Linked DNA regions of Mus musculus: regions 1, 2, 4 and 5 are each linked to region 3. The links are chromatin contacts, called in public promoter capture Hi-C maps. All regions are on one chromosome and are shown on one strand. The core of a region is the stretch at or near the end of the contact, and the rest is flanking DNA. Distances in the headings are between cores, read along the strand shown. Region 1 holds the start of Ccn2 (cellular communication network factor 2). Region 2 holds the start of Vnn1 (vanin 1). Region 3 holds the start of Moxd1 (monooxygenase, DBH-like 1). Region 4 holds the start of Enpp1 (ectonucleotide pyrophosphatase/phosphodiesterase 1). Region 5 holds the start of Taar3 (trace amine-associated receptor 3).

Region 1 (5,234 bases), core at 1,411-3,910, 370 kb before region 3:
GGAATCAGAATGGTCAGAGCTGAAACTGCTGTTCTTAAAGAACAGCTGGACTCAGCCTCATCTAGTGGAGGACACATGCTCAGCTCTCGCTAGAGCAGGTCTGTCTGCAAGCATGCTATAATTTCCCTCCCCGGTTACACTCCAAAAAGTAGGCACACTGCTGCTTTTAAAATAACCTCAGCTAGTACCTGTCTTTCTTTCTCCTGGCATCTCCACTGTTCCAGGAGACTCACCTCAGTGTGCATTCTGGCACTGTGCGCTAATGAACAACTGTCAAGTGTAAACTGTCTCGAAACCAGTGTCTGAGGTTGACAGACTACTTGTATGGCCATGACATAACGTTCTCACTTTGGTGGGATAGTTCCTCCCACGGTAGTTAAAAACACAGATTTAAATTAATGTGCTACTGTAATTGTTTTTACAGAAGAAAATGAGATGCAACTCAGTTCAAGTTATAGTCTAATGAGTTCGTGTCCCTTACTTCCTGGCTTTACGCCATGTCTCCGTACATCTTCCTGTAGTACAGGGACTCAAAGATGTCATTGTCCCCAGGACAGTTGTAATGGCAGGCACAGGTCTTGATGAACATCATATTCTTTTTCATGATCTCGCCATCGGGGCATTTGAACTCCACTGGCAGAGTGGTGGTTCTGTGCGGTGTGCAGCAGCGGCCGTCTGTGCACACCCCGCAGAACTTAGCCCTGTATGTCTTCACACTGGTGCAGCCAGAAAGCTCAAACTTGACAGGCTTGGCGATTTTAGGTGTCCGGATGCACTTTTTGCCCTTCTAAGGAAGACAGAAGGAGAAACAGCAATTACTACAACGGGAGTGGCCTTCCTCAAGCCTTTGTAGACTAGCCCTATGTCATCTGACTTGTGTTTATATTCTGAGGGGAGAGACTGGGAGTTTCATTTGCCAGTTTTCCAAAAATAGCCATGGCCTCATTTGGAGTGTCTTGAATTAACTAGCACCACGGGGAATTTTGTAGTGGAAAACTGGCAGCTGTTGTTACAGCATCTCTCATTCTAGCCAGACAGCTCCATGGTTAGATATTTCTGGAGACAACAGGCCTCTAATAACATGGGAGGTGAGACAGCCAGCTCGGTTCTCTTCCCTGTCATTCTGTAAAACGGAGTGACTAGGGGCAGAGGATGTACCTTAATGTTTTCCTCCAGGTCAGCTTCGCAGGGCCTGACCATGCAGAGGCGGCTCTGCTTCTCCAGTCTGCAGAAGGTATTGTCATTGGTAACTCGGGTGGAGATGCCCATCCCACAGGTCTTAGAACAGGCGCTCCACTCTGTGGTCTGGACCAGGCAGTTGGCTCGCATCATAGTTGGGTCTGGGCCAAATGTGTCTTCCAGTCGGTAGGCTGTGAGAGCAGAACACACAAACACAAGGTAAAACATCCGGATAGGACAATTTCCCCTTAATTTGGTGGACTTGGGCATTGGCCCTGAAGTTGGGGAGAATGAATAACAGTAACTTTGAAGGTGACAACTCACCAGCTAGGGCAGGGCCAACTGCTGTGCGGTCCTTGGGCTCGTCACACACCCACTCCTCGCAGCATTTCCCAGGCAGCTTGACCCTTCTCGGGAAGGGGCAGTCAGGGCTGGGCAGGCGCACGTCCATGCTGCACAGGGGCACGCAGCCCACGGCCCCATCCAGGCAAGTGCATTGGTATTTGCAGCTGCTTTGGAAGGACTCACCGCTGCGGTACACCGACCCACCGAAGACACAGGGTGCACCATCTTTGGCTGCGGGAGAGGAAGACAAAGTTGTAGGTCAGGCGTAGGGTCACAGGGATCAGAACAGCTAGCTATATCACTGTACATGTCAAGGTGACGAGCTAGGGTCAGGACTGCAGGGGGCCGGTTGGAAGCAGCTGCGGATAGGGGCTTTTCTTTTTCTAGAGGGTATCACGCTGGACTTGAGAGAGGTGGTGGTCCAACACCAAAAGGTGAGGCCTCTGCAAAGGGGGCTGGAATGGGGCTGAGGGTCTTACCAGTGCACACTCCGATCTTGCGGTTGGCGGGGGAGCCGAAATCGCAGAAGAGGCCCTTGTGTGGGTCGCAGGGGTCACGCTCCGTACACAGTTCTCCCAGCTGCTTGGCGCAGACGCGGCAGCAGCCGCAGCCGTCCAGCACCAGGCTCACGCCGGCGGGGCAGTGCGGCGCTGCTTCGGCTGCGCACTGACATTGCGCGCTGCAGTCCTGGCCCATAGCAGGCTGCGGAGAGGAAGGGGAGGGAGGTCAGTCTGTGATCGCAGCTCACTCTGCCCTCCCTCCGTCCCTTCCGTCAGTCCCGGGGCTTACCCGGGTGCAGAGAGCGAGGAGCACCAAGGCGAGGCTGATGGGACCTGCGACGGAGGCGAGCATGATCGGGACGCGGTAGGAGGATGCACAGCAGGGTGCAGAGGCGACGAGAGGCGCGGCCGGAGCCTGGATTCGGACAGGGGCGGAGGTTGGTGTCTGGACGCTCCAGGCGGTGGCGTCTGGGGTTGTCGGCTGGGCTGGGGCTGCTGCCGTCTGGAGGAGGTCGGTCTCCTGGGGTCGGAGCTGGAGTGGATCTGGCTGAGTCTTCTTGGAGAGAAGAGCTGTGTGAGACTAGGCGGGCGGCGCTGGCTTTTATACGCTCCCGGGAGCCGGCTCGCCAAAGAACTGAATGGAGTCCTACACAAACAGGGACATTCCTCACATTCCTCCCCACCTTCCTGCCTCATCAACTCACACCGGATTGATCCTGACCCCTTGACACTCCACATTCCTCCGTCTGAAAAAGCTGGCACACTTTAGCTCGCCAGGAAAAAAAAAAAAGGCGCTGTGTTTCCAGCACAACACCAAGAAGTAAAACTTTCTCCATATCATCTTCTCACCCCTCCTGATGAAATATAACTTAGAAATAAACGATTATTTCTCTGATCTTTTCTTCTTAAAAATCTCTTTGCCAGTTCTGGCTACTGACATAAAAACTTCTCAAGACTCAAATAGCTCAAGAGGCAAATACCATGGGCCCCTAGAAATTAAAAAAAATATTTTTCTTTGTTTTGGATTTTTTTTTTTCTTTACGGGGCTGTAGTCTCTTGGTGTTCTTCTACTGAGAGGAGAAGGGTGCTTATAGCCATTTGAAATGCCTCCTCTCCTCCCAGAATTCCTATGTGCAACTTTTGTATCTGAAATACAGGCATTTGATCTTTGGTCACTGGAGATAACCATTTTGATGGCTGAAAGATATGAAAGCCAAGGATGTAGGTTCCCAGGGAGATTTTCAGCACTCTTTATGTAAGAACTTGTCTTCAGGGTCCAGGGAGGCAAGGGGAATGACTGGGCATGGCTTTTCTAGAAAAATAAGTTTATGAGTTCAGACCAAATGGCTGTGTTCAGAAGCTAAGTGTCAGGGAATATAGTGGGAGAAGAAAGAGGTATAAGGAGGCCAGTAGGGGTTCAGTTGGGATATTTTAAACATGGCTGTACTGAGGTCCAGGCTTGGATTTTTTTTTTTTAACTTATCCTAAAACCCATAATCTAACGATGTTGTTGGGGTTTGTTCTGTTTTGAAGTAAAGCACTTGTTTACATAACAGCAAAACCATAGACGGTTGTATCTAGTTATAATCCGGCTATAAACTAAGCATCAGTGCATAATATATTTTTACTGACTTCCCCAAGTGTCTACAATTAGTGATGAAGCCTCTTGCTACTCAAATAGCTTGCAGGCTCGTGGAGGGAGGTTAAATCAAGGAAAGCACAGCTTTATCCCCTGCTCGTGTGTTGATGTTAAAAGTAAACAATGTATCTAAGCTAGTCTCTGTTTCTTAGAACTGCTACTTAGTTTCTGTAAGGACCAATTTTATACACTGTGCATTCATTTAGGACCTGTGTTGTTTATTGGCTCTCTGTCTGTCTCTCTTTCTCTCTCTCTCTGTCTCTCTTTGCGTGTGTGTGTGTGTGTGTGTGTGTGTGTGTGTGTGTGTGTGTGTATGTGTGTGTGTGTTTATCTCCAATTCTCATTGGACATAGAAAGATTCTGGGACCATCCCATGCTTTCCCTAAAGCTACATCATTTGTCACTGGCTTCCTCTCATAGTTGGTGTTTCTGACTATAAGTTTAAACTGAGTATATCGGCAAAGACTAATTTTGGAGACAACACACTATAGATTTATAACATGAAAACAGCCCATTTAAGTGGGCCAGTTTTAAAACTTTTTCAATCCATCCATGGATGATTAGCAGGGGTGGCGGGGGGCGATGGTGGGAGGGGGTAAGGGAGTTAGCCACTTCAAGTGGCTGACCACATCATCTGCACACAATTACCTTGTTAAGCCAGCCACATGCTGTACAGTGCAGTTACATGTCAACAGCGAAAGGTGTGAGTGGCTTGAAGTGTGAGCAGCCTCTGCAGTGCTGGAAGGATTTCTGACATTGTTATTCAATGTTCTTTCCAAGCATTCCTCAAAGAGAAGAGGCCCGAGACTTCCTATTTAAAGAAAGAACATGGCAAGTTATGTGAGTAGCCACATGTGTAGTATAGGCAACTTGGCCTTGCACTTTTGCTGTCTTCTTTGATGATATTTTTTTTTTTAAAGTCCAAACTATGTGGGAAGCCACAGTGAAATCTTTCAAGTCTTAAACTCCCAATTATATCTACCAGCAATGGTCAGAAAGGTGGAATGAGTGAGGAAGGGAAGGGAAGGGAAGGGTGAGGCTCATCTGGGGTGGGATGTGGGCTCTGAGGTGAGCTCTCTAGCCTGCAATGTGATGAGGGGAGCCAGGAGAGTTGGAGCAGTCTCTGAAACCACAAGTCCACCTGAGAGCCACCAATGGCTTGCTGTATCCAGGGGGCAGGCTCAGTCACAGGGGTAAGTGGTTGGGCTTTTTATAATTGAGTAACTTGGGCAGTGTTTTTAGAACGGCCATTCATAAAGCTAAGGGAAGTCACAGAGAGAAGCCCGACCGACGCCCACTCAGAACAGGAAGATAAGAAGTCTCGATTTCGTTGCTCTCAGTGAGGATTAACCACCTTTAACTTCTCAGGAAACAGATGCGTTGTGTTTTAACTTTAATTTTCACCTCTCTTCTTCCTTCCCTTGCCTCTCCCTTTCTCCCTTTGCCTTTCCCCCCTTCCACCTTCCATTTAGAGTATATTATCATCCTGCACTACTGTTAAAAAGTGTCAGCATTATAATACTAGGTTTTACTATAAAATTCACACCTCAAATTCTCAGTAACTCCATAGT
Region 2 (5,384 bases), core at 1,729-4,228, 330 kb after region 3:
TTTATGTCCACTGTCCAGTGATAGAAGCAGAGATCTGACCAACACAGGAGTGTCTTCAACTCCTGTTCCTGGTAAAACAAGAAGAGGCTCATAACTGAGCTGGGCGTGGGCTTGTTTTTTTGTTTTTGTTTTTGTATCTTTGAGAATTTCTTATATGTCTACAGTGTAATGTAATCATATCTGTCTACTCTCCTCCTCACGTCTCCCCCTACTCGCTACCCTCTGCATACTGTTAATTTTACCTTTTAGGGTTATCACAGGGTATCCAGTTTACTTGAGGGTCTGGGATCTCCTCCAGGTATGGGTAGATCGTATCCCTGGTGAAACGCACACCGTATATGCCATCTTCTGGAGTCACAATAATGTGCGCACCCTGTTAGAAACAGAGAGTTAAAACACTTCTCAGGCACACTAACTCGCAGAGGTGGGCTGCAGAGTTGAGGGACTGAGAGGCCGGCTGGGCGTGGTAGGAGAGCTCAGTGAGTCAAGGCCAGCCTAGAAGACACGGCAAGCTCTAGGACAGTCAAGGTGACATGGATGACAAGATGGGGGGGATGGATACTTTTCAGTCATATTCTTCAGTTTTCTCTATTTTTCTTTTCCCAAGCTATTTGCTTGTGTTGTGTTGTGTTGTGTTGTGTTGTGTTGTGTTGTGTTGTGTTGTGTTATGAGGCAGGCTCTCATGTAGCCCACCCTGGCCTCAAACTCACTGTCTATATGGCATAGATTTAGCTTAAAGTTCTGATCCTCCTGCCTCTGCCTCTACCTCCCACGTGCTGAGATCACATGTATACATCTGCATTTCCCACACACTTTCTTTCTTTCTTTCTTACTTACTTTCTTTCTTTCTTTCTTTCTTTCTTTCTTTCTTTCTTTCTTCCTTCCTTCCTTCCTTTCTTTCTTTCTTTCTTTCTTTCTTTCTTTCTTTCTTTCTTTCTTCCTGGGTTTTTTTTTTTTTTTTTTTTTTTTAGATTTTTCGAAACAGGGTTTCTCTGTAAAGCCCTGGCTGTCCTGGACCTCACTTTGTAGACCAGGCTGGCCTCGAACTCAGAAATCTGCCTGCCTCTGCCTCCCGAGTGCTGGGATTCAAGGCGTGTGCCACCACGCTGGCCACTTTCATTTTCTAATCCTGCCCTATCACACCGGTGACTTTTTAATGCACACTAACAGCTGTCTACGCCATCCAGAGCTCTGCAATCCCTCTACCCCTTAATTATAAACCCATTCCTCTCCCCCCCCCCCCTTCAAATCAACCCCTTTTTGAACTTTGGTCAATTGTGCCTGGCTCAACTGGATTGATTCACCACTCAATCCCTGTTTGGTACCTCAGAATTCTCCTGCATTTCAGGAGATAGGACACCGTACACTGGTCACCTAGCCTATTCCTTGCCTAAAGGCAATGGGCACTTTGGGATTGGAGAACCACCTTGAAGATTGCTGTGGCCTTTAAAGAAACAGTTGGACTAAGGGTGAAATATCAACATGTAAATATATATATATTTAATTAAATAATATATTATTTATTATATTACTATATAATAGTAATACACACACATATTAATTAGTTGGCTACTGGGTCTCACTGTGTATGTAACCCTGGTTGGCCTGGGGCTCACAGGGATGTACCTTCTTTGGGGGCCCTGGGAGTAAAAGCATATGCTGCTATACCCACCACACTGGTGTGTTTCTATTTGTTACTGTTAACCATACTTCACATGTCCCTGGTGTATAATTGACCTCTGAGTTCTTACTTAAACCCTTCTATCCAAACCACACTCACATTGCAAAATTTGCTTTAAACTTCACACTTAGCAGACATAGTGCAATTAAAATGAACGGATGACTATAATACTTAGTGTCAGGAGTTTGTAACCAGTTTAATTATTTCAGGCTGTAAGCTAAATGTCTGTGGCCATGCACTCTGAACACCCCAGATCTTGTAACTGTAAATGCACCCAAAGAAGGTATGCTGAAGTTATTTCAGTCTTAAAAAAACAACTGAAGGGGGCGTGGCTCAAGAGATGGTTCAGTGGCTGAGATCACTGGACCCAGATTCAAGTCCCAGCACCCACAGAGCAGCTCCCAACTTCCTGAAACAGTTCCGGGAGATCCAATACTTTCGTCTGACCTCTGTGGGTACCTGGCACACATACGGTGTGTACTCGCAGGCAAACCACTCACACACATAAAATAACCATTTTTCAAAAAGGGAATAGCAAATGGTCTCTGCTGTGTTTATAACGTTTCTTTTATATATAGCAGAAAGGAAAACCCAAAATGCTATTTCGTTCCTCAAAGTCTTGCTTAAATAATGAGCAGAATGTTATTTTCAAACTCTGTTCCCTTCCTTTGTTACGGATGTGTAATAGTGTGTTTAATAATTTTGAGGTGAAAAGATTCTAACTGTAAAACAAAGCACCTTGGCTATGCTAATGTAGTGAGCGGAACTGACCCCCGACAGGCACCCTGTTTCCCGAGAGCTATCCCTATCCCTACCACACGGTCCCTCCCCCATCCTCAGGACTCGGTACTCATCCTCAGGACTCGGTACTCGGGAGAGAGGAGATAGGATACCTGCTTCGCTGCAGATACGATCGCTCCTTCCAGAAGGTCCAGATTCTGGTTCATTAATGCCAGAGCCTCACTGTGAGACACTGGCAACAGGGTGTCCTTAGGCAGGATCACAGCATGCTCGTAAACAGCCGCGAGGAAAGTATCCAGCGAACTGGCTTTTAAGACACAGAGGGCAGAAAACGCTGCAGCACACGCCAGCCACCAAGACATGCCCATGCTGAAGTCCAAAGACTGCGGGAAACCAAAACCTTGCAGGATACTTTTATAAACAAGGCATGAGTCACGTGGTTCCCAGACCTTGGTAGCTTCAAAAAATTTTTTTTCAAAGTTAAGAAAACTTTGTCCCTGAAAGCAACAGTTTCAGAAATGTCCTTAGTTCTCTGGTCAGGAATGCAGACAAGAACAGAGGTTACTTATCGCCTCCTAAGTGAGCCCCCACCCACTGCCTGGAGGTCACACGTGAGGTTATGACAGGAATCTAGTCCCTGTCTGGTAAAAGCTTTGGAACCGTATCTTCAGATTTTCAGTGTAAACTTGTGTTATAGCTATCTGCCAGTTTCAGCCCATCTCCAAACAGATTTTATGATTATCCCGTCAGAGGGGAAAGTTACAGAAGCATTGATTAAGGCTCCGTGGAAGCCCACTGTGGAAAGCTATTTCTTTGGCTTGGGGAATACCTAACATTCCAAACTACCTACGAGATAAGAGTTAATAGTCCTTCTGGGCGTGGGAAGGTCAATCACCTAGCCAAGGCACTGCCCCTCAGAAAGGTGGATTCTTTTTAAGCCACGCTAAAGAAAGAGACAGGAAGAACAATCATCCCTAAAAAAATATTATGCTGAGAGGGCAGTTGCTCCAAAGCCATCTTAAGGTTCTGTTGGCTCAGAAAGCTGTTCTCTCTCTCTCTCTCTCTCTCTCTCTCTCTCTCTCTCTCTCTCTCTCTCTCTCTCTGTGTGTGTGTGTGTGTGTGTGTGTGTGTGTGTGTGTGTATCTGGCTGTCTTTGGCTTTCTGGCTGTCTGTCTCTGTGTCTGTCTTTGTCTCTCTGTGTCTCTCTTCTTCTTCTTCTTCTTCTTCTTCTTCTTCTTCTTCTTCTTCTTCTTCTTCTTCTTCTTCTTCTTCTTCTTCTTCTTCTTCTTCTTCTTCTTCTCTTGCTTTCAGATGCTAGCCAGAGGCAGTTTGTGTCCAACCTCCAAGCCTAACTCAAAACAACAAGGCTTTGTAACTTTGTCCCCTCCTCCTCCTCTGCACACCTTCTGACATTTACAGCTTGCCTGCCCTGGGGTTTTCTTTAAATTCAAATAAAAACTCTTCAAGTTTTGTTTTATTTTTGTTTGTTTTGGAAAGGTGAAAAAACATTGTGAAGCTGAGTATAGTGACACAGGCCTTTAATCCCAGCACTCAGCTGTCACTTGAACTGTGAGTTCAAGGCCAGTCTGGTCTACACAGTGAGTTTCTGGACAGCCAGGGCTGTATAGTGAGATCCGGTCTGCAAAACCAAAGAAGAAAGAAAGAAAACATTGCATCTTCACATTATTCTAAGAAAACAAAAGAGCTTCTCTCTCAGATGAGGAACAGGTAAGGGGTCCTGTGTAAAGTACCCAGGCCTGCTACCTGGCTACGTCGTACTGCGAGCAATGTGAAGAACATGGGTATATTGTATCCTGGTAGCAAAGTGAGCCTCCAGCCAAGGCTGTAAGAGCGGACCTGCTCCTGTCTCTCTCTCTTTGGCATGTACCTGACTGCCTTCCTCCTGTGTCTCCAAATGATGAGCATGTGTGTGTTTAGATTTCTTCTTTTCACAAAGTCACCACACAGTGGATGTGGTACCCAGTCCACTCCAGTATGACCTCCTCTTAACTGATGGTATCCTGAATCCTATTGCTTAATAGAGCACGTGGTCACATCTTGATGAACTGGATTTCAGCACAGGATTTTTTTTTTCTTGCAACACCTGTGTTTTAGAATTTCAACATGTCTAAGTAGTGTAAAGAGTAACTAGCTTTACAATTTTGAAGTTATTAAACTATCTCCATGTGAGCACTTGAATGACTTTTGGGCACAGTTAAGTCCCAGTTCACTTAGTGGTGACCTCTTGCAGCATGCCCCCTTCTTGGTGGATAGGAGACTACACACTTTGTCAAGAGTGATGAAAAACAGCCAACACATGGTTGTAGCCACGGTCACTCCTCCTGAGAGACCCAGAGAAAGGGCAGAAGATGGAGAACCACCCAAGTATTATAAGTAGTCACTACCTAACAGTTTAGGAATGAGTTCTCTGGGACAAAATTTGAAACCAGGATGAGTCCTAGACCCACTAAGGTTTTTTTGTTTTTTTTTTTTTTTAATGTGCATATTTTTTTGAGGCACAGTGTCACTATGTAACACGCCTTGGCTGGCCTGAAATTCCTGCCTCTGCCTCCCAAGCACTGTGTTCAAAGGTTTGCACCACCACACCTGGCTCAAAATATTTTACAAAGACTCTTACATTGAATTCCTCGTCTAAAGTGTATGATGTTTACCAAGTGACCCGTCCAGCAGGTCCAGTTATTCGAGGGTCTTGAGGGGACCTTCTCCTAAGAACCAAATTGGGGGGTAGAGAGAGACGAGAACCTTGTGCGAATAACGACATGGAAACAGTCTGAGAAGCATCAAGGTCCCAATGTATTGGGCAAGGCCCAAGGCCTAAATGCACAAACAAAAGGGGAAGTACAGGTACTTATCAGTGGGAGGGGTGGGGCAATAGAATTGCACAAGCAAAAGGAGAAGTACTTATCAGTGGGGGGGGGGGCAATAGAAATTTTTTCTTTTG
Region 3 (5,676 bases), core at 1,918-4,417:
GAAAAATCACCCTGGAAGGAAGTTAAGACTTGCCTTTCGTTGTCCCATGGACCTTCCTGATTTATGTTAACAGTTGATTCAACTTAAGTTTTTTTTCCTTTTTGGTCCAAGATTACATCATCTGTCAGCTAGACCCCAGTAGAAAATATACATGTGTGCACTGTGTGTAGACTTGAGTGAATAGCAGCAAACACACACACATACATACATACACACACACACACACACACACACACACACACACACACATACACATACACACACACACACACACACACTGAATTTCTGTGTTCTCTCTAAAACAATACAAACAAAATATCTGGCAATGGTGAATTTGTGCTCCCCTGAAAGCATAACTGACAAAGCCTGGCTATCCCACACGCTCCAGCTGCTCTTGCATCTCACCTCTTCTCCTCAGGCCATGCCCCGCTTTGCCTGCCCTCTTGATTTCTCCAGGCATTTGGCTTTGTGGCATCCATGGAGCCAAAAATCCTCTTCCTTTTTGCTTAGCAATCACCCATAGTCATACCCATTTGCAAAGGAGTGTTTAGAGGTAATTTTTAAAAATAAAATCAAAATATTAAAAACATGAAAATTTAAGTTCAAAATTCCATGGAAAGGGCTGAGCTATAAAGGGGAGTGACTGAGATGTCAGCTTGGGTTAAATCACACAGCCTGATACTGTTGTCCAGCTCTTGGTGCATGCTGTACTTAACACTAACGCCCCAAGGAACCGATGCTTTTTGTGTCACTGTTCTATGCAAAGTCTCTTCTCACTGGAAGCAAAATTGCATGAAATACAAAGTCTACTAATAAAATCATATGTCCCATTAAAGAAGCATTGGTTTGAGCATAGTTAACTAAGGCACACCTATCATACCACTGTATGAGAAATCTTAAATAAATATCTAGGGAGGAAAAAAGGCTTTAAGGATTAGAAAATAAAATCTCCCACTTTAGATTGCCAGCTGTAATCAGAACTTTTTTATTGATATTATTAATATTTTACCTTATTAGAGAGGTTTCAAATAGGCTCTCTTGCCACCTAACTACTTAATGTGTGCCCTAAAATCAGAAGAATCGCTAATTAAATGAAATGGTAAAGGAAGTCAGGCAAATAAGAAGCTGTGTAGCTCATATATGAAATCAAAGAGTGTATTTCTGAAGCACCGGAAAATAGAAAGGGCGATTTCCCATCCATTGCACATACAGTTGTCCATTCTTAATGCGTCTCACGTTAATATATAACTACTGCTTTAAGAAGAGTTCAGAGTTTCTAAATCAATCTGAAAAAACACTTGATTCGTACAAAAATAAAAAGCAAATACTCTTTGGTTTAGCAAGATGTTTGTGATGGGCGCATTAGCAGCAGTTGGGTCAGGATCCTTCCCTTGGACTTTCATTTGATAACTAATTGTATGGGCTTTCTAGAAATGCTGCTGTTTGGACAAAAGTAGTATCACGTTGAATTTTAAAGTGTACCAGATCGCTGTTACACAGCAAGATGCCTCATGCCCACTTCTATAGGCTGTGCTGGGATCATGATACTCTACAAAAACAGCTTTATTTTCCCCCCCTTTGGTTGCAATAGGTATTAAAATAAGGTCGCATCTTACTCAGATCCTGGTAGAGTAAGCTAGTTGGCTAGTGAGGCCTGGGATCAAATTCTCAGCCATCAAATCCCATATCAGAGATGATGCAGCATCAGAAAGGCTCATGTAAGGGAGGTCAGCAGGCTGCACTCTAGCAGAGGTGCACAGCGCTTACAGGGGATAGCAAGGAAGTGATGACTTGGGGAGAAGTAAACACACACGGCAGGGTGGCTTGAAAATTCGAATTGCTGTCAATTTGTTTCCAGCCAAACATTTCAGCGTCAGAACCGAAGCTATAATACGATAGCCCCTCAGTCAGAATGCTGTGAAATTCCATCTTAGAAGACTGGAGGAAGTATTGAGCTATACACGCTGAAATTCACAAGGGGCATTCTTATGCTGCTCAGAAGTTTTCCTGAGGCTTCTTAGCTAAGGTTTGCATTCTTGCATGGGAGTTGGCCCGTAAGAAAGTGTGTATATCCACTATGACCCATATGAAGTTCAGTACCCAGGAAGTCGAGCTACAGAATTCTGTTCGTTTCCCTACACATAAAGATGCCTGGATCAGGTAGCATCTACCAGAACTCTCTCCCCTAGAGCTAATGGGCAGGGAGCGAATCAGATGAATTTGTCGCCTATTAAAGCGGAAAACCTATCCCTGAATAGAGGGCTCTGCTTGGAGACTCTAGGTTGTGCATGGGTCGCTAAACCTGGCTTCCTCGAGAGCTGTTAATAACAAAACTTCCTTAAGCAAGTTTTCAGGGCCCTTCATTCATCTCGTGCATGCTCTAGTAAATGTTGGTGCTGCTCCTGGGATGCCCCCAAAGCCAACCACTGGAGACTGCGATTCCCAACCTTAGACAGGCAAGTGCACACAGGTCCGACCAGTTAGGTCTCAAAAGCTGTGGGTTTTTTTTTTTTTTTTTTTTTTTGATGGGGTGGATGGAGGGGAATGTGTGGTCTGTGCACAATGGTCGGTGAAGTGGGGCACCAGGATGCGAGCTTCCCGAAGAGGTAAACTTCCCCGGGCGAAGACTGCAAATGACACAGGCAGGGACCCCAGGGCAGGCTCGGATGACCCTGGGGCAAAAAGTGGCAAAGGAGGTGAGATGGACTCTGCTGCACGGAGCCCGTATCAGCCTCACCTTTGGGTGGACTGCGCTGCCCATCGCCCTTCTAGGGCGATCCCAGCGCAGGGAGCTCCCCGAAGGGACCCGAGCTTACCTGGAGGTAGGGCCGCCCGTGGGCCACTCCGCCTACCACGATGTCTGCCGCGGCCATGCTCCCGGTGGGCGAGAAGCCGAAGCCCACGTAGCCGTTCGTGCGTACCTCCAGACGGAAGGCCAGCCTCTCGCCCTGCCGGCCCCAGTGCAGCCAGTACTTGCCTTCGGGATCGAGGACCACGCGGTGCGGGTACGAGCGGCCCGGGCTTCCCGCAGCCGTCGCGGGGAGCAGCGCCCACAGCACAAGCAGTGGCCAGCCGCACATCCTCCTGTCCCGCGCCGCACCTGGGCTGCAGCCACTGGGGGGCGAAGACCAGGGAGCCCAACTTGGGACCGCCCCGGGGCTGGCCGCGCCCGCCCGCTGTCCCCGCCCCCGCTGGTTCTGGGTCCTACCAGGAGACTCCCCAGCCTCTCCCCAGGCATCCACCTGCTGCCACCGTGTATCCTATTTTGTCCCTGAAGTCTGGGTTAAGAGGGCAAGAAGGCAAGGAGCTTCCTGGAAGAGGCGGAGAAAAGGGGACCCAGCCGGGTAGAAGAAAGGAGGGAAAAAAAGGAATCGATGTGCAGACTGGGAGGGACCTAGGAAAGGAATTGGAAAGTGATGGGATAGAAAAGCATCCCTCTCGGGACCATGGGAGGGAAGAGACAGCTGGGAAAATCTGGGGTGCGGAGGAGAGAAAGGGAAAGCACCCCCACCCCCCAGATGGAAACTGCGCAGTTTGCATCCCTGGCAAACTTTTGACTTTTGACTTTCCTCACTGGAGCTCGTAGTGATGCCTGCTCATCCAGCAAGGAAGGCACACCCTCATCTTCTTCTCCCTTCTTTCAGTCTTTCCTCTTCTGGGAGGAGGCAGGGCTGGGGAGGGGGGGGGGTGCAATTCTTAGTTCTCCTGCTGATTTAGCTTTCCGTCGGGTTTTGATTTCTTCAGTTTGGTGGTGAAGGAATGATTTCTGCCTATACAGAAGAGGATTAGGTCAAGGTCAGCTTTCCTCTGAGTCCCTTTATCCCTCACTCTCCAGCCGCTGCCGCCACTGATCCTTTTAAGTTCTGGCCATGGTCTTGTTAGTCTCAAGTCTTGCTTGGCTTGTTGGTCTTTGAACACAGCACTCCTGTATTCCAGATGCTCAGTACTCATACTGAGGGCACATTAGATTCCTCATTAGTTTATATACACTTTACCATATTTCAGAAGCAAACTCTTGTCTGATTTAAAAAAAAAACAAAACAAAACAAACAAAACAAAAACAAAAACCAAATAGGATAACAAATACCGGGAGGACAGACCAAAATACCGATAAGAATATAGATAAAGCACACTGTTGCTCTCTGTACTATTTCTATCCAAGTGTATGTAGATGTCAGTATAGGATGTGTGTGTGCGCGTGCGTGCGTGCACACGCACGCACGCATGTTTCTATTGCTTAAGGTTTCTATTGCTTCAATCGAAACCACGACAAAGCAAGCTGGAAAAATAAAAGGGTTTATTGGACTTATTGCTGTTCATCATGTAGAAAGTCAGGGCAGAAAGTCAAGCAGGAAAGAAACCTGGATGCAGGAGCTGATATTAGAGGCCACGGAAGGGTGCTGCTTGCTAGCTTGCTCCTCTTGGCCTGCTTTCTTATAGAACCCAAGACCACCAGCCCAGGGATGGCACCACCCACAACGGGTTGGGCCCTCCCTTATTAATAACTAATTAAGATAATGGCTTCCAGGCTTGCCTACAGCCCCATCTGATGGAGGCATTTTCTTAACTGAAGTAAGTTCCCTCCTCTCAGATGACTTTAGCTTGTGTCAAGTTGACACAAAGCTTCAAACAAACACAGTGTGTGTGTGTGTGTGTGTGTGTGTGTGTGTGTGTGTGTGTGTGTGTGTGTGAAAGAAAGAGAAAGAGAGAGAGTTCGTGGTGTGTGTGTTTGTGTGTGTGTGTGTAGTATGTGTGCTTGTGTGTGTGGGGTATATGTGTATGTTTGTATGTATCTGTGCATGTGTGTGTGGTGTGTGTATGTTTGTGTATGTAGGTTTGTATGTGTGTGTATGTTTGTGTATGTATATTTTGTGTACATATGTGTGTATGCATGTATATATGTATGTATCTGTGCAAAACCTGTATATCTTTAAACTCTGTTAGAAGGTATCAAGCTTAATTCTTTCTGAAAACCAATTTATATTTATATGAAGTTAACTATTTAGTGTGGAGCTGATGTTGTAGAAAATTTCAAAATATTGAAGTTAGAGCTCTGATTTAAAGATGAAGTAAAATCTTGCAACACGGGAAATAACTATACACACTTAACTCCTTTTTACCTGTGTTGACTAGAGTACTTCAAAACCTTCTGATCTATTTCTCAAGTATGCCCCAAATCTGCCACTTTCTCTATGAAGAGAAATGTTTATTGTTCTAGTTTTCCAGTTTATTATTCCTAAAATAGCCACAATGATGTCAATTAAGTTTTATATTAATATGTACATTATATATAAATATAGTCTTTTCTGAAGGCAATTTTGAGATGGAACTGCCTCCTGAAGGATTTGGGCAGCTGTCTGGAGAAATAATTTGTTCCCAGATAAGAAGGGGCCACTGTTCACAAGGTTAGCCGGTGACAACAGGACAGCATGAGAAAAGAGGGATGTGAGGATCTTGGGTCAAGTTAGAGCTAGCAGAGTATTGAGAGAAGTGGAGCAAAGGGAACAGAGCCCCAGTGCAACTCTGGGGAGGTACTGAGGACAGCAACAGATGGTGGCAGCCTTCCAACTTCAACCATCTACCAGGCTTTGGCTGATGTTGCTGGATTCCACCGGGAAGAAGGAGTGATGTCGTTAGAAAGAGTAAGAAAGCCAACGATGGAGACAAGAGAAATGG
Region 4 (5,836 bases), core at 2,364-4,863, 490 kb before region 3:
CTCAGATGATGAACAGGTTTCTGAACTGAATGTGTTACTCAATCATATGGATAAACGTCATATTGTGCATTAGTATATCATATATTAGTATGTAATATAGTATATTATATTAGTTTATATTAATATACAAACTAAGTTTTACTAATAAGTTGTCAGTAATAACAAACATGAGTACATTTTATAAAGTCAATAAATTTTAATTGTCTATCAATGTCAGGTATTTTTTGAGATAGCCATGAGGAAGAACGGAGATGAGGTGTTGGTGGTGGCGAAGATTATGGACAGCCCTAATGTGCAGAATTGCCTTCCCCCCGCTTGTTGGACTCATACCCCAAAGCAGATCTTTTCCTCAAGATTATGTATAAAATACACATAATTCATGAAATAGTTCTGGATTCACGAAGGCGTGGTGATTGGGTGAGACTGGGTGACTTAACTAGGGAAAGAATGGACTGGAGTGTTTAGATAAAGTTGAGAGAAATGCAGAACAATCAAAAGGAACTGGGAGGCAAAAGTGAAATTCCCTATCAGTTTACGAGTGAAGGGATTCAGGGTCAGAGACTAGGAATATGTTCAAAGCCACCCAACCTTCGCTGCCGAGGGTTGTATTAAAAATAAAAGAAAGAAAAATGAGGATGGTGTACAAAATTTTAAAAATAAACAAAAGTCAAGATGTTATTTTTTTCCTGGGCCTCATACAGATGAGAGCCCTCTGTGGCTTTTTCCTTTTAGACCTATCTTGATGTTTTCAGTGTTTGATTGGCCAAGAGGTCAGAGCTGGAGAATGTAGCAGCTGCTGCTAAACTCATCAGTTGAAAAGCAAGGGATGTTTCTCAGCTTTGAGGTGGCAAAGTTCCAGTGCAGAGGGACTGGTTTGGTTTGGTGTTTTGGCCTTAGCAACATCTATCATTTCAGGTACCAAAATGGGCAAATTTAAATATTTACGAGTTTTAAAGAATTAAAAATCTTTTCCATTCTTAGAGGACCATCTCTGCTATTGTGCTAAGTTGAGTCCTTAGCCCCAGAAGCCGATGATTTGGACCTAGAGACCAAACACTGAAATTTCACATTTGGTTTACTTGGAAAAGCCATGTTGATTTTTTTTGTTTTGTTTTGTTTTTTTAAAGATTTATTTATTTATTATATGTAAGTAAGTACACTGTAGCTGTCTTCAGACACACCAGAAGAGGGCATCTGATCTCTTTACAGATGGTTGTGAGCCACCATGTGGTTGCTGGGATTTGAACTCCGGACCGCTGGGAGAGCAGTCAGTGCTCTTAACCACTGAGCCATCTCTCCAGACCCACGTTGATGTTTTGTGTGCCATGATCTTATTATACTTTGGAATAAGATGCCTCGGCCCTGAGAACTCAGAGTAAACAAGACTGAGGCAAGACTTTATCAAAGGCTGTGTAATGTGTGTGGGTAAACAACCTGAACGGCGTGCTGGACACGGTTGTACTCTTCTGATTTTAGAAGTTTAATTAGGTTTTCATAACTACCTATAAAACCCCATGGTGCAGGCTAGGCATCAACACAGGGCAGAAGCCACATCCTGGTGGCCTGTTTCCCAGGTCCACCCTGCAGATGGGCTACATTGTGTTTGGTTTCAAAAGTGTTTAAAGACTCTGTGTGTGTGTGTGTGTGTGTATGTACAAGATTTCTAGAAAACTCACAAAAAGATTTAAATTTCCTTCTTGTTTTTAAAAACTCTGAGTCTCCACCTTAGACATATAATCCTTGGCAACTGTTGCTAAGAGGCCAACTTGCTCTCTTTCTGTCTTGTCTACAGAGGGCTGTATCAGTCTTTAATGCTTCCTGGCTGTCCTCAGCTGCTTGAGACATTGTAACCTTGCAGACAGCATTGGCTTTTCCAATGAGGACAGTAGAAACGTCATTAATTGCTTTGGGTTGCTGACAATACACTTATTCGATTTTTCTTTTACACTCAAGGCCGCTTTGGAAACTGTCTGTTGAGCGCTTTTAGAAAATTTGACGTGTATTTGGCCAGTTTCAGTGGAGTAAAACTTTGGCCTTCCATCTGGTTTATGGAAACATTCAAATAATAAAAAAAAAAAAACAACCCAGAACCAAGTTTGGGGTAAAAAGTATGTTTGAGTATGAAATGGTGGACCTGTTTCTAGTGGGTGGTTTGTAATGTAGTGATAATAATAAAAAATAAACTAAAGATTGCTTTTGAGGGTGGCCTTTTCTCCTGCTGTCACTCATTGGTCCTACTGTGTGGCTTGGGTATCTATATGCAGACCCTTCTCTCTACGGTTTAATCCTACTCTAGCCCCTTGCTGACTCACCCCATACTATATATACATATATGCATATATATGAAAATGTTCACATTTTAATACATATGGCATTCAAAATGTTGATTCATTATTAAATGTCTGAATGAATGAAGTCAGAACAAATTGAAAGTGTTCACATTGTTTTAATTTATTTTTACCTCTCTTTATCTCTCTGTGTGTGTGTCTCTCTCTCTCTGTATGTCTGTGTTCCGGTTTGTATCTGCACACATGCATGAAAGTGGAAGTCAGAACTACCAATGGTTGTCATTCGTCTGAAGCCCAGCTCACCTTTTTCTGGGACCCTTTCTTATTAGCCTTGAACTTAGCAAATAGGCTAGGCTGGCTGGCTGGCCATCCCTGGGATCCATATGCCTTTGCCTCCTACTTTGGGATTACAAGCTCAGGCTACAGGGTTTTTGGAGTCTGGGATTTGCCCTTAGAATCTCATGCTTGCGAATACCAGAACTTTACCTGTTGATTGCCCTCCCCAGTCCGTGCTGACAGTTTGAGAGGGGACAAACCCAATTTACACCCGTTAAACTTCAAAAGTGAATGTGATATAATGTGATGTATATAAACAAAGCAGGTAAGGGATGTCTTGTTAATTTGTGATTTTTCTTAGTCACTGTGTTCAGTCACATTGCTTCTGCTTTTGGGTTCTGGGAGGTGTGGTTTTGCTGATGGGAAGGAGTGTAAAGCTGAAGAATCAAAGGTGAAACAAATCCCATCAAGAATTAAAGCCTACTGCTCACGTTCTGTTTTAAAAATAAGCTCATCACATAGAGTTAGAGTCTTGATTCTGCTCATCAATTAAAGTGCTGACTTCGGAGAAGCAAGACACAGACACCCGGAAGCCTCCGGAAGTCTAAAATAGCTAATATGTAAATATAATAGGATAGCAACCCCGGACGCCACACATCCCATATGTGTGTTTGTGCAAACCCATCAGTGTTGTGTAAACCCCGTGCCCCACGTTTAGCAGCTCCAGGTAGAGAATTTTCGTTTGCACTTGTGGGAGAAAAAGAAAGTCACCTCCCCACGCGCTCGTTTGCATTTCCCTGGTCAAAGCAGGTCTGCTCCCGGCCACCGGTGTCCGGCCTTTGAGACCTCGGGGGTCGCTGCATCCTCTCACTTTTGGGGCTCCAAGATCTCACACTCTTTGCAGACCACACAGCGATTCCAGTCCAGTCCTCGTTGGGCTACGCGGGGGGATTCCGCAAGGGTTCGTAGGGTGCCACGATCGCGGGCGGGGACAGGGTTTGGGGTGGAAGTTAAAGACACGCCCACGTCAGGGACCCAAAATAGCCCACGCGCCCAGGGCCCGAAATCAGACAGGAAGCCAAATACCCGGGGCGTTGAGCGGCTCGGGCCGGAGCGCTGGCCGAGGGCTGGGAGCCAAGGGTCTGGCGGGGGCGGCGCGGGGCGGGGCGGGGCTGCGAGCCTATTAAAGCTCGGCCCGCGGGGGCAGAGCGGGGCGATGGAGCGCGACGGCGACCAGGCAGGGCACGGGCCCCGGCACGGGTCAGCGGGAAACGGTCGCGAGCTCGAGTCACCAGCCGCGGCTTCGCTGCTCGCGCCCATGGACCTAGGAGAGGAGCCGCTGGAGAAGGCGGAGCGTGCCCGCCCTGCCAAAGACCCCAACACCTACAAAGTGCTGTCGCTGGTAGGTCGGTGCTTGCCGCGACCCGACACCCGGGAGGGGCGAGAGCGAGCAGGTCGGCACCCGGCATGGGAGAGCGTGGGCGCCTCCTGCGCCGGCACCGGGTGACCTGCAGGGTCCTTACCCCTCTCCCAGCAGGAGCAGGCTGCTAAAATAGTCACCTTGACATACCGTCCTCTTCCCCCAGAGAATACAGGACATTTGGAGGCGGAAACAAAAAATCGGCTAGTCTTAGGATAGCGCAGCGATGTTTGTAGTCTTTTAGGTGGCGTAGGTCAGGGTACAGGTGGTGCTCGTGGCTTTAGGTGAATTTATTGCAGTTGAAAGATTTATCACAGCTTTTGAAAGTATCGGGAACTTTAGAAAACACCCATGCTTGGCTCTGTAGTGGTATTTCCAGACAGTTATTTAGAAGCCCCATTGACGTTCATGTTTATGTGACTGGGAAGAGGCCCGGGATTCATTGCCCACTCTTTGAACCACAGACAGCGCTGTTTGTGTGTTGCCCGGAGGCACAGTTGCCTGCTATATCCCTCTGCTCTTCTGTTAGACCAGTTGTAGCATCCACAACCAACTTCTGGAAACAGGACGCCGATTTTCACTCGGGATCTTCCTTGGGTCAGAAAGGCTGAGTCCTGTGTGGTGGTTCTAAGTATTGGTGGGGACTTCCATTATTCTTCTCAAGCTCCGCTGTGTTGTGTTAAAATGAGAGCGCATAGCATAGTTTCAATGGGACTGACTGCGGGAAATAAATTCAGAACTGAAGGAGGAGGTAGTTAGTTATTTTATAGTACGTGCAAACCACAGCTTTCTGTGACTAGCACACCCTAAAACATATTCTTACACATTCTGGCTTGAGCGCTGTTTTGTGGAAAAATCTTTCCGATGTTTAAAGTCTCCTTTTGACATCATTTCCATTTCCACTGTTCTTAGGTTCTATGCAGACACCGTAGCACTTTGAGAACCAGAATCCCGAGACTTAAGGGATGGTGTCATATCCTTAGTTTTTTAAAAATAAGTCTGAGGTTCAAAGAAGTCTCCCAAACCGCAGGCGGCTGTCTCCCAGGATATAATTTTGTATCGTATGTCACTCATATGATATTGATGGGCATTTAGTGAGTTTGAGTCTAGTAAGACTTTTTGTTGTATGTTTTTTAATGGAAGATCGCAATTGTTACAGGACTACTTAAATTATTGAGTTTCAGTACTCTTACCTACTGTGAGATACTCAATGAAGACACACTGAATGTTTATGAAATTGTAAGGCATATTTATAAACTTACTATAAGTCATTGAAGGGTTTCCAGTTATTGAATTCAGTTTTACTCATTTGCATACAGGCCCACAATAGATGTCAGCACAGGTCCACCTGTAGATCACAGAGTTTTCACTCTGACACCTGCGGTCGCTTGGTTGGCCAGTATTCCAGCATTACAAACGGCTCTGATGGCACACTTCAGAAATTGCTGCATGCCCTAGAATCTCCTCAAACAGATCAACTATGAATATTTGGTATATTTGGTTACGGCATATTTTATGAATTAGAACAAATTCTTGTCTCAGATAATTTTTAGATATTTATATATTTTTAGTTTATGTGTGTGACTGTTTAGCATATATGTGTGAATATATTACATATATAATTTATATAAATATATATTATACACACACACACACACATATATATAAATATCCCCCACTCCAGCTGTCCAATGTTCTCAACAGAGGCCCAGAGTAATGTAATAGTTCCTCCAATTCCATTGTATGTATGCACACACATGAACACGCACACACATATATACATATGTATATACATATATGTATACATGTGTGTATGTTTGTATACCTTGTGTGTGTGTGCCTGGTACCCACA
Region 5 (5,228 bases), core at 1,569-4,068, 270 kb after region 3:
CTTAACTTAAAAGCCAATGTTACCTTGAAGAATCTTTATTTGCACAACAGGAATATTGAAGAATTCAATCTGTAAACTGATCTTCAAAATGAAGAAAGTTATGTATGGCAAGTAGGAAAGGAGGGTGAAGGGTGACAAACGGGACAGACTTTCAGGGAAGCAAGGGAGTGCTTTAGAGGATGAGAACATAGGCAAAAGTCGAGTCTGCCTGCACAGAACTAGCCACCTGCAAGAGGACTTTCAAAACTTCTCCTTGGAACAATACAACATTCTTGTTCATGAGATGTTCGAGAGGGAACAGATAGTACTGCCACCCTGCAGTCTGAGACACATTTAACAAAGTCGAACGTGGAAATTGGTTTAAGGGACACAGCAAGAGACAACCTGGTACCCAAGACCAACGGCAGTTTGGCACTCTTGCTAGACCAGATCTCTTGCAAGTGGGAGGGCACAGTTAAGGAATTTCCACAGATGGCTGGGCTGTGTGGACAGCAGATGGCCTTTTCTGAAAACCACAGCCAGCCTGGGGCAGATTTGCAGAAAATACCTATGTGGAAAGTGGGACTCATTTCATCCTTCCTGTATTTGCTGACACCTTACTGCTGCGTCCCACTGGTAAAACACTATGTACACGCTGGACAGCAAGGGCTCTTTAACACAGAAGTTCTCAACCTGTGGGTCACCACCCCTTTGGAGACCCTTTTACAGGGGTTACATATCAGATGTTCTGTGTATAAGATATTTACACGGCAATTTATAACCGTAGCAAAATTGCAGTTCTGAAGTAGCAACAAAATAAATTCATGTTTGTAGTCTGCATTAAAAGGTTGCAGCATTAGAAAGGCTGAGAACCACTGCTTTAACACAGCCTGTGTAGAGGAGGGTCAGGAAGGACAGAAGCACCTAGCATAGAACTAAGGCATTCCAGAGAATCGAGTCGAATAAAGCAGTTCACTAAAAGCACCAACAGATCATAAGGATCTTCCTTTGGGTTCTTAAAACAGAATTATTTATTCTGGCATCAGTCTTTGACCCATAGGTATGCATTTATTTCATCTTACACTTCATATTTCTTCTGCACAGCTTTTTTATTGTTGTTGTTGTTTAGCAGCCTACATACTGGATACAGAGTTAATTAATCAATGGACATATTGATTAACTGGTTAAAGCTTTTAGAAGGATTTCTTAGCAGCATACACAACTGCAGTTGCTGAAGTGTCATAGATAGACCAATATTTGCAGCGACCTGGTGTTTTGTTACTTTTCTGTTGCTGTGTAGAGACACATGATCAAGGCAACTTCTAGAAGAAATGGTTTACTGGGGTATAAAATTTCCAAGGGTGAGCCCATGATCACCATAATGAGAGCATGGCAGTAGGCAGGTAGGCATGGCACTGAAGCAAGTAGCCAAAGGCTTACATCTTGATGCAAGTTCTAGGCAAAGAGAAAGCCCAAACTGGGAATGGCTGGGCTACTGAAACCTCAAAACCCACCCCCAGCAACACTCCTTCCAGTAAGGCCACACCTCTTAGCCCTCCCAAAACACCTCTACCCGCTGGGGGGGGGGGCGGGGGGGGCAACATAGTCAAACCTGTGACCAACAGGGACCATTCTCATTTAAACCACCACCCCTGCTTTGCTAAGGGTCAAAATAATGTCTTTCACTTTCTGTATTCAGTTCTTATTTATTATCGTTTTGGTTTGGTTTGGTTTAGTTTGGTTTGGTTTGGTTTGGTTTGGTTTGGTTGGTTGGTTGGTTGGTTGGTTGGTTAGTTGGTTGGTTTCCTTAATGTGCTTCAGGAAAAAGATTTGCAGTGTCTGAATTAGAGCGAAATATTTTTCCTGACACTATAAACTGAAGAGCTTTCCGAAACCACGGGTAAAAAAAGCCATGGATGAGGGGGTTGCAAGTAGAGTTGAAGTACCCGAGCCATACCAGAAGATCCAGCACTATGATGGGCGTGGAGTAGTCTAAATATGGATCAATCAAAACAGCCAGGAAGCAAGGCAGCCAGCACGCTAGAAACACCCCCATGACGATGCCCAGGGTCTTAGCTGCTTTCCTGTCCTTTTTCTTAGACAGGTTTTTCCCTACTGCTCCTTTTGTGTTCGCAGGCATATCGCTGAGGGCTCGAGCATGTCGTCTAGAAACAATAAAAATTTTACCATAAATACCAACCATGATGGAGCCAGGAGTGAAGAAGCAGGTAGTGAACAGTATGGTCCCCCAAAACTTGTTGAACGTAAGCGCACAGAAATTGAAGCAAGCAACAAGAATCTCGTAGCTCTGCATACCAGAAACATTGGCCTCTGACAGAACTAAACCAAACGAAAAGAGAGCTGGGGCTGCCCAGCAAAAAGCCAGCAGTCTCTTGATCATGGATACCGTCATGGTGGTGGTGTAGTGCAAAGGGTCACACACTGCATAAAACCGGTCGATCGCGATGGAGCACAGGTGGAATATGGACGTCAGGCTTAGCATCATGTCGAAGCTCGCGTGGAATTTGCAAAAGCTGTCTCCGAAATACCAGCAGCTCTCCACTGATCTCACCATACTGTAAGGCATGATGACAAAACCCAGCAGGAAGTCCGTGGTTGCCATGGAGAGGATCAGAAAGTTGGTGGGAGAATGTAGCTGTTTGAAATGCGATATGGAAATGATTATCACTAAGTTTCCAAAGATGGTGATAACCATGGCTCCAGTCATAAACAGGTACATTATCATGCGGACACGGAAAGAGCGATTGGTGGGAGGGCAGGATTTATTTCCAAATTTTGGACAGCTGGATAAGTCTTCGGGAATGTATATTAGATCCATGGTGTTTTATCCTTCAAGTTCCTTTCCAGGATGAAGTCAGGGTTTCTTCTTTTGTTCAAATTATCCCAGTGAACTTCACCTGCCAGGAGTACATTCATGTTCAAAGTCATCTGCCTTAAATTCACACTAAATACCATTAATTTAAAAATTCAGAACTAGGGGCTAGTGAAATAGCTCAGTGGTTAAGAACACTGGCTGATCTTCCAAAGGTCCTGAGTTCAATTCCAAGTAACCGGAAGTCACCTCACAACCATCTATAAAGCGATCTGATACCCTCTTCTGGCACGCAAACAGAGCACCCATACATGAAGAATAGAATACATGTTTAAAAATTCAAAATTATACCTACTGTGCTTATTTTCTGCATTAGAAAAATGAAAGATGAATAGTTCATTCCTGATCTTTTTATTCTAGTTCTTCCTTCCCTCCTTCACTCTGCTATATTGCTTTATTTTTGTAGTGAACTGGAAGATTGCCAAATAGCTTTCTTTTCTTTTCTCTTCTTTTTTTTTTCTTTCTTTCTTTCTTTTTTTTTTTTTTTTTTTGTGGACATTTATCTTAAGCAGCCTCATTTCAAGAACTACAATAAGTTTAGATGTATTCCACCATCAAAATACTGAATACGTAAAATCTTAAGTCAAATCACAAAGTCCTCTCCTGTGTGTTTGTTCAGTAATGCGAATCCTTCACATGCAAACATTCCATAGACAGTTTAGGCATCAGAAATAACACACTGCTCAAGGAAAATGTTCATAATCATTTTAAATAGTTTATCATTGGGAGATTTTATTTTCCTAGTTTTGGTGTTGAGCTGATAAAGCTGGCATGTTTGTAGACACGTATACTTACCAAAAGTCGGGCAGGTAATGCAGTATATTGTTATGTAATTAAAACCTATCAACATTTCGCTAGACACCTTCATTTCAGCAGGAGGCATAGTGACTCCACACTGAACTTTAGCTGCATTCTCTAATTAATTTCCTTCGCCTTAAAAATGAAAATAATGCAAGCTATGTTAGCTGCATTCTCTAATTTCCTTCGCCTTAAAAATGAAAATAATGCAAGCTATGCTTGAACTAAAAACTGCATCCAAAATTCTATCACAGAATGCAAATATTTGTGCACGTTACCGAGTAACACAGACACCGCCATTCTCTTAACATAACTACGTCCAGTTTTAGGGTCTAGATCTAACTCTGGTTCTTCGTCTAGTTCCACAGGTCAGAAAATAATGTGAGCTCTACACAGTTCACTAAAGAGTCGTCTCAGAGCATAAAGTGGCAGCTCACTCCAGGACTTAGGAGGCTGAGGCTGGAAGACTGCCAGAATGTCAGACCTGCGTGGGCCACATGGTGAGTTTCAACAAGGAAGTGAGACAAACAGACATCCAGACAGAGGAGTAAGCACCTTTAAGCACAAATCGCCAGATTTAAATTCTGTAAAGACTCCAAACCATTCTTTGGGTGGTATTATAACTGCATGAATAATTTTATAAAATAGAAAAGACTTTATTATAAAGTATAACTGACGTGGGCACACTAGGAAAGATACAATACATCTCCTAGGATGTGTGACTAGATCTTTTCTGTTCCCTTCGCTAATTGCCAACATTAAGACTGCAACAGGAAAGATTACTTGGAGACCACTGCAGGACTGGTAGAAGGGAGACTATATCCAAGTGTCACACTGAAAACAAACGTGGGAAAAGGGAAACATTTCTCCTATAAATTTACTTTGTAAGAACATGCAGCAGTTGATACTGATAGCATCAAAAATTACAAGCAGCAGCAACTGCCAGTTTTTAAATGATTCTTGTACATTGACAACAGGTAGGGAGGTAGTTTTTGAACGCTATCTTCTGAAAAGCAGGTACGAGCAGGCTAAGTACTGTTAGATGCTTGATGCTTACACAGGATGATGACGGCAGCTTGAACAGGACAGAAAGCTGAGAGAGAATCATGATGAGCCTTTCTTACAACTTACATTAGATGTGGCTTTCTTTGAAAATTAGTAAAACAGAAAGTATCTACCAAAACTAAGCACAGGACGCTTTGTTAGATCTGATAGCACAGAATCTACTGAAGGCATCCTTCGTAAGGACCACGTTTGCCTTTTGAGGTAGATGAGGGGGAGAGTCTGGGAAACACACCTCGACTGGCCCTGCAGGTATATCAATGTATATTCAGCATCCATTTCCATGGAAACTCTGATGTAGCTCCCCTCCCTTCCATCCCCTTGCTGCACCTTGCTGTGGTCTCCGTGCTGTCCTAAGAATCAGCACAAACAATATTAGCTTCCAGAAGCTTTCCTGTTTGTTTATTTGTTTGTTTGTTTGTTTATTAATGTATGTTCAAGGGAGGGCTTCTCTGCGTAGCCCTGATTCTCCTAAAACTATCTGTATGGTCCAGGC

What was found. Promoter capture Hi-C pulls out the DNA fragments that hold promoters and counts their contacts.
Region 1: a promoter capture Hi-C map of hippocampal neurons shows a contact between it and region 3, with 3 times the contacts expected there. The contact joins the promoter of Ccn2 here to the promoter of Moxd1 in region 3. A contact is called at or near these places in 3 of 39 promoter capture datasets (cranial neural crest, hippocampal neurons and liver) and 2 of 115 datasets of contacts at active chromatin or transcription factors (astrocytes and epiblast stem cells).
Region 2: a contact with region 3 is called in a promoter capture Hi-C map of stem cell-derived epiblast-like cells, with 4 times the contacts expected there. The contact joins the promoter of Vnn1 here to the promoter of Moxd1 in region 3. A contact is called at or near these places in 3 of 39 promoter capture datasets (the C10 cell line, hippocampal neurons and stem cell-derived epiblast-like cells).
Region 4: a promoter capture Hi-C map of embryonic stem cells shows a contact between it and region 3, with 8 read pairs. The contact joins the promoter of Enpp1 here to the promoter of Moxd1 in region 3. A contact is called at or near these places in 3 of 39 promoter capture datasets (cranial neural crest, embryonic stem cells and hippocampal neurons).
Region 5: a promoter capture Hi-C map of stem cell-derived epiblast-like cells shows a contact between it and region 3, with 4 times the contacts expected there. The contact joins the promoter of Taar3 here to the promoter of Moxd1 in region 3. A contact is called at or near these places in 7 of 39 promoter capture datasets (the 3T3-L1 cell line, the C10 cell line, cranial neural crest and 3 more), 1 of 115 datasets of contacts at active chromatin or transcription factors (embryonic stem cells) and 1 of 9 other capture datasets (liver).

What each region holds. Positions count from the first base shown.
Region 1 is chr10:24,592,868-24,598,101 of GRCm38.p6, reverse strand. Ccn2 (cellular communication network factor 2) reads right to left here and starts at 2,660. Exons shown (of 5, transcript NM_010217.2): 1 at 2,314-2,660; 2 at 2,004-2,226; 3 at 1,504-1,755; 4 at 1,159-1,370; 5 at 1-787. The coding sequence starts at 2,376. The coding sequence ends at 491. Gm15270 (predicted gene 15270) reads left to right here and starts at 2,299. Exons shown (of 5, transcript NR_163910.1): 1 at 2,299-2,461.
Region 2 is chr10:23,892,282-23,897,665 of GRCm38.p6, reverse strand. Vnn1 (vanin 1) reads right to left here and starts at 2,978. Exons shown (of 7, transcript NM_011704.3): 1 at 2,575-2,978; 2 at 243-373. The coding sequence starts at 2,790.
Region 3 is chr10:24,221,008-24,226,683 of GRCm38.p6, reverse strand. It overlaps Moxd1 (monooxygenase, DBH-like 1), which reads right to left and starts at 3,167. Exons shown (of 12, transcript NM_021509.5): 1 at 2,817-3,167. The coding sequence starts at 3,080.
Region 4 is chr10:24,709,936-24,715,771 of GRCm38.p6, reverse strand. Enpp1 (ectonucleotide pyrophosphatase/phosphodiesterase 1) reads left to right here and starts at 3,613. Exons shown (of 25, transcript NM_008813.4): 1 at 3,613-3,966. The coding sequence starts at 3,781.
Region 5 is chr10:23,947,148-23,952,375 of GRCm38.p6, reverse strand. It overlaps Taar3 (trace amine-associated receptor 3), which reads right to left and starts at 2,818. Exons shown (of 1, transcript NM_001008429.1): 1 at 1,787-2,818. The coding sequence starts at 2,818. The coding sequence ends at 1,787.